2 separate regions of the Zea mays genome follow, and region 1 is linked to region 2. The links are chromatin contacts, called in public Hi-C maps. All regions are on one chromosome and are shown on one strand. The core of a region is the stretch at or near the end of the contact, and the rest is flanking DNA. Distances in the headings are between cores, read along the strand shown. Region 1 has its middle 190 kb from the start of LOC103650483. Region 2 holds the start of LOC100217281 (Protein tesmin/TSO1-like CXC 4).

Evidence for each region. A called contact is a pair of places that touch in the nucleus more often than the background predicts.
Region 1: a Hi-C map of tassel shows a contact between it and region 2, with 2.5 times the contacts expected there. The contact joins the enhancer-like site here to the promoter of LOC100217281 in region 2. A contact is called at or near these places in 2 of 25 Hi-C or Micro-C datasets (ear and tassel).

The regions. Positions count from the first base shown.
Region 1 is chr3:121,857,433-121,860,132 of Zm-B73-REFERENCE-NAM-5.0, reverse strand. No RefSeq gene overlaps it. Among protein-coding and RNA genes, the nearest start is that of LOC103650483, 190 kb to the left of the region's middle. Within about 2 kb of position 1,357, at least 14 of the 20 cell types and tissues checked have an H3K27ac peak or open chromatin away from gene starts, as enhancers often do. A contact at or near this core is called in ear and tassel, where this site is marked.
Region 2 is chr3:121,287,649-121,290,348 of Zm-B73-REFERENCE-NAM-5.0, reverse strand. It overlaps LOC100217281 (Protein tesmin/TSO1-like CXC 4), which reads left to right and starts at 1,284. Exons shown (of 6, transcript NM_001143632.1): 1 at 1,284-1,584; 2 at 1,750-1,815. The coding sequence starts at 1,382. LOC100216775 reads left to right here. Exons shown (of 11, transcript NM_001317372.1): 11 at 1-436.

The DNA of each region.
Region 1 (2,700 bases), core at 108-2,607, 570 kb before region 2:
AAGAAGGTTGTGTCTGACCGGGGATCATAGTTCACTTCCTGGTTTTGGCAGAAGTTACATGAGTACATGGACACGAAGTTGAACTTTAGCTCAGCCTATCATCCCTAAACTGATGGCCAGACCGAGAGAACAAATTAGGTGCTAGAAGATATGTTAAGAGCTTGTGCCCTTAAGCATCGTGGCAGTTGGGATAAGAGCTTACCCTACACTGAGTTCTCTTATAATAACAGTTATCAAGCTAGCCTGAAGATGTCCTCGTTTGAAGCTTTATATGGAAGGAAGTGTAGAAACCCTTTGTATTAGGATCAGACCGGTGAGAGACAGTTCTTTGGACCTGAGATTATCCAAGAAGCAGATGAACAAGTTTGAATAATAAGGGAGAATCTGAGAACTGCACAGTCAAGGCAGAAAAGCTATCCGGATACCCGAAGAAGACTGCTACAATTTGAGGAAGGTGATCACGTGTACCTAAAGGTGTCACCGATCCGGGGTATGAGAAGGTTTAAAGTCAAAGGGAAGTTGTCCCCTCGCTATATTGGACCCTTCAAGATCCTAAAGCGAGTTGGGGAAGTGGCTTATCAACTGGAGTTACCAAGCCATCTGGCTGATGTACACGATGTATTCCATGTATGTGAGTTGAAGAAGTGCCTCAGGTGCCAGAAGAGCAACTACCTATGGAGGAACTTAGTGTACAAGGCGATCTGACCTACACGGAATATCCTATCAAGGTCATCGATACCTTGACTCGAGTCACCAGGAATAAAGTGATTAAAATGTGCAAAGTCCAATGGAGCCATCACAGAGATGATAAAGCTACCTGGGAGGGAGAGGAAGAACTAAGAGTAGAATTTCTTCATCTTTTTCCCTGTTCATCTTAATCTCGAGGTCGAGATTCCTTTTAGGGGGTGGTAGGATTTGTAAACCCTAAAATGAGAATTCTAGGGCACTAAATATTCAAGAAATAATACTAGGGTTATTTCTACTTCGTGTTTTATTAAAGAGTCATGATCCTTTCTAATAGAAAAAAGGGAGATTCTTAATTATAGAATGATTTTTTCTTTATTAGGTTCATATGTGTTAAAGCCTTCTAATATTTAGAGGAATATAATAATAAATGAATACAAGATTTGTATCACTTTGTATTTTTGGTTCTGTGCATATTTTGAATTTAATACCCCTTACCTAAATTTGGATTTAAAGTAGGAAAGAATAAAGAAGATAGAAAAAGGAAAAATAAAAAAGAAAAGAAACAAAAAGAAAAAGGCCACTCTGGCCGAGTTTCCTGGGCTCGGCCCAGCTACATCCCGCGCGCCGCCCTACACCAGAACGAGCCACTGTCGCATGGTGCCGCCCCGCCAGACTCTCGCATGCGCTCTGATGTGTGGGCCCCATCGGTCAGCAGCTCCATTTCGCTCGCCCTCACTAGTTTGTGGTCCGTGCGGTCAGCCATCCTCTTCAGCTCGTTGCGCTGAGCAAATCCTCTCGTGGGCGCCGTAACAAACCGCCACAATCCTTGCAAGTTCCAGCTGGCCATGCAACCGGCATCCAGTTGCATTGGCTTCATATTAATATTGCCTACACATTAAACAACAATAATTGGTTCTGTTTTTAGAGATAATTAAATGATAGTTTAACATGTGCTCATAAGGTTTACTTTTATAATTAAAATAAATGCAATAATTGTTATCTATAAGCTATGCTAAAAGATAATCTCTGATCAAGTCATAACTTAGTTTAAGGCTAAAGTATCTATTTCATAATCTCTCAAGAATTGTATTCAATAACATAGAGTATATGCACTATCACTATTTAATCGTATAAAACCACGAGAAATCATATCTTTATAATCGTAACTCCGATTCTAGTGGTTCTTGAATCTACAATCTCATACAACACATAGATCATTACTATGTATTTTGCCCTCATGTTTGGTGTGGTGTTAATTTCTCCTATGCAATGTTTGTTTGTATTGTTGCGAGTAGACGGGCAAGTGACCGAGGAAGCCAGAACAGAGCAGGTGGAAAACCCTGAGCAGGAGCTCATTGAAGGCAAGTTGTGCCATTGATCACTCTTCTTTACCCAATAATGTTCTTTTTAATCACTGTGATATGCTTAGGCTAATTTTGATGAGATCCAGTAGGTCACCCTAGTTTGGTTTACCTTACACCTTGCTTACCACTGAACTTTTGGGGTAGTATTTGCTATTGCTCTATGTGGTTTAGGGTGTTAAGATACATATTAATCATGATCATGCTATTTATTGTTAATAAATTACTTATTGTTCATGATAAGACTACTATGTTAACTGGAACATCGAGAACCACCCGGGAAAACAGTGCTACCACAAGGGTGGTATGGGACGCCATTAGCTGACTAATTAGAAAATTTAGTGGAGGTCTACCTTACCCGAAAGGGGAAAGGGAGGTAGGGGAGTTGTTGGTAGAGGGAGGTTCTCGGGTTGATCATGCTGCGATGGCCTTTCAGAAGGGGATTCATATATCGCTCTCCTCAGAAACTGTAGCGGGGTTTCTGAAGCTAGTGGAACTTTGTAAAGGCATTACAGTGCTATCCTGCCTCGTCTCCTTGACAGAGATGAATGGGAAGTCGCGATCCCTTGGCAAATGGGTAACACAACTTGTGGGTAAAGATGTGCAACCTATGTAGAGTGTAAAACTGGTATATCAGCCGTGCTCACAGTCA
Region 2 (2,700 bases), core at 35-2,534:
TCCGTGTGTTCCCTGTGGCTGTCTGTCTATAATTTATGTTCATTATTTTGTTCCGGAGACCGAAGAATCTGAGGACTTGTATGTATCTGGGATCAAGATGTGAATCTCGCATGTACCAGATGACAGAACTGTTAAGACTTATATTTGTCTGAGGTTAAACTGCAAGACTTTTATTTAAGCTAGAACTTTGATCACTATAGGATATGGCATGATATAGCAGGGCTCTTGAGATGCATTCTCTTGTGCGTGCTTGGTAACTGTAGTCGTGCAACTGTTGACGGCGTTTGTTCAGAACAAGTGGTTGATGAATTTGAAGATGGTTTAGGGAGTGGGAATGATTTTGTTTGTGTGCGTGCGAACTTGTAAAATCTCCGTGTATGAACTGGCAATGCTTTTATGGTATTGATCATCTGCGGTGTGTTAACTGAGTGCAAAATATGGTATTTGTGAATTGTGATGTGCGATGCAAATTCAGAAGAACACATCCTTTTTCGCTGTAAAAACATCGTCCATGCTCCTAATAAACTGAGCAAAGAATCAGATGAAAGCCTGGACCCAATTCCTTGGCAATTTGTTGGCAGCCACCACCATATATACTCACGCCCCAATTCCAGCTAGCGATAGAATCCATGGCTAACGGCACTCATCGATAACGACATGCGCCTTGGCGGTAACCTGAATGCAACACTATTGGCTATCCACACTCATGGATTCGTTTCGCCACACGCATAGATTTGTTCATAGATTTGTGGGAATTGATATGAGCATACGGTTTAGATTGAAGCCAACTGATTAGGGCATGTACAGTGGAGAGACACCAAAACGGTTCTCCAAGCACAGGAGACAACTAAGAGACTATATTGTACAATGGAGTGTCTATAAACGTAGTCTATTAATAAATACAGAATTAAATGTATTTGTATAGCATCAGATAGATAGAACAGACGACAAATTCGTACAGTGGGAAGTGAGACGTCTGTTGTTACTTGGTTTACGAGCCAGAGGCGTCTCTTCACGGAGAGACGGCTCTAACATTTTTTTGCAAATAACCCCCTAAAACACCTTAAGAGCCCCCACATTAAACACCACTGTACATGCCCTCAGTAGAGCGAACAGGCCAGAGAGAAACCCTGGTCGAAACCGAACCAGAGGATCCAACAGCGATCGGGGCCGTCCCAGCAGCGAGCGCGAATCTCAAAGCCCCTAACCCCCATTTCATCTCACTAGTTGGCTTTCCTTTCCTCCTCGTGCGGCCGTAGCACCGTGCCCCTCTCGAGTTCCGACTCCCGCAGTCCGCACCTCTCGCGCTCGCCTTCGCTTTGTCGCCACGGCGAGCCCCACGCCGCCGATCGGGGCGCCGCAAGCGGCGGCGCCCGTTCCGATGGACGCGGATGTGGGGGCGGGGGCGACGAATCAACCGTGGCCGGAGCCCGACGACGCGCACCTCTCCCCGCCTCCGCCTCCGCCTCCGCCTCCCGCCTCCGCCCCGACTCCAGCCGCCGAGGCTGCCGCGCCCACCGCCTCCGCGGCCGTATCGCCGCCAGCGCCGGCGGAGGCGAACGGCAACTCCGACAGGAAGAGGAGGTCCGTGCGCCTCCTCCCTCTTCTCTCTCCCTTTCCCGCACTGTTTCGGCCGCGCGCCCGGTCTCCTCTTTCGTTTCGCTGCGTGCGATCCGCTCCCGCTTACACTCTCTCCCTCCGTCCCTCTGTTTTTTTTCCCTCTTTGCTGGGTGGGTGGATGTGGATCAGGAGGAAGGCGGACGACGGGGACGGGTGCAAGGCCTGCAGCTGCAAGAAGTCCAGGTGCCTCAAGCTGTAAGTTTACCCCTTTCGCCCCTGGCCTGCACTGCACTGCCTTCTCCATTGCTCCGTTCGAGCCCCCCCGCGCAGTGTACGTGCCACCGTGGGATGAGGTGTGGCTAGAGAAGAAAACGAGCTCTTCACTCCCACATGTCGTCGTCAGTGTGCGCCTAGGATGTCTGTACCGTTTTTGGTTCGGTGCTGATTCGGTTTGCTGTCGCTGACGAATCCAGTGCTGTTTCTAGGCAGATGTTTTAGGTTTAATCTGATTAGTCTTGCATGTTTCAAATGTACGGTACTTTTTTCTTTTTTTCTTTGTTTCGTCAATCTCACACCGCCTAGTAGCAAAATGCCGCGGTTTTATTGAGCTCCCAGTAACCCCCGCTCGTAACTGGATGTACATTAATGAGAAGAGGCCGGTTCCATTGTTGGTTCCAAGTTGACCAGTGCTTCTAGGTTTACTATATCCTACTGCAAGGCTGCACTTGCACGGCGGAAGAACAGGCTGCTGCATTTCCCGGTGTGTCCGTGATCTGCCTATTTGGATGTAATGCTGTGTACCGCTCGTCCTGTGGAGGGAGCTAAGTTTGCTGATGAGGGTTCCACATAAATGCAATTATGGCAATAAAGGTGAACACTGAACCGATGTTTTCAAGTTATAAAGTCAGGTTGAGTTGCCTGGGCACTTGATCACTAGCCAAATAGTCAGCTACACTGCTACAGCCTACAGGAATGATTAGTCTGGTGTCCTGTTGGCTCATGCTGCCTACTGCCGAGCTGGTTAGTTGTACCTGATTGTAAACCCAGTTAACTCATGTGCTGAGGGCATTAACATCTTGCAGAGCATGGGATAGAAACTGCAATGTGTGTGTACATGTATAAGCTGATTTCTAATGGGCT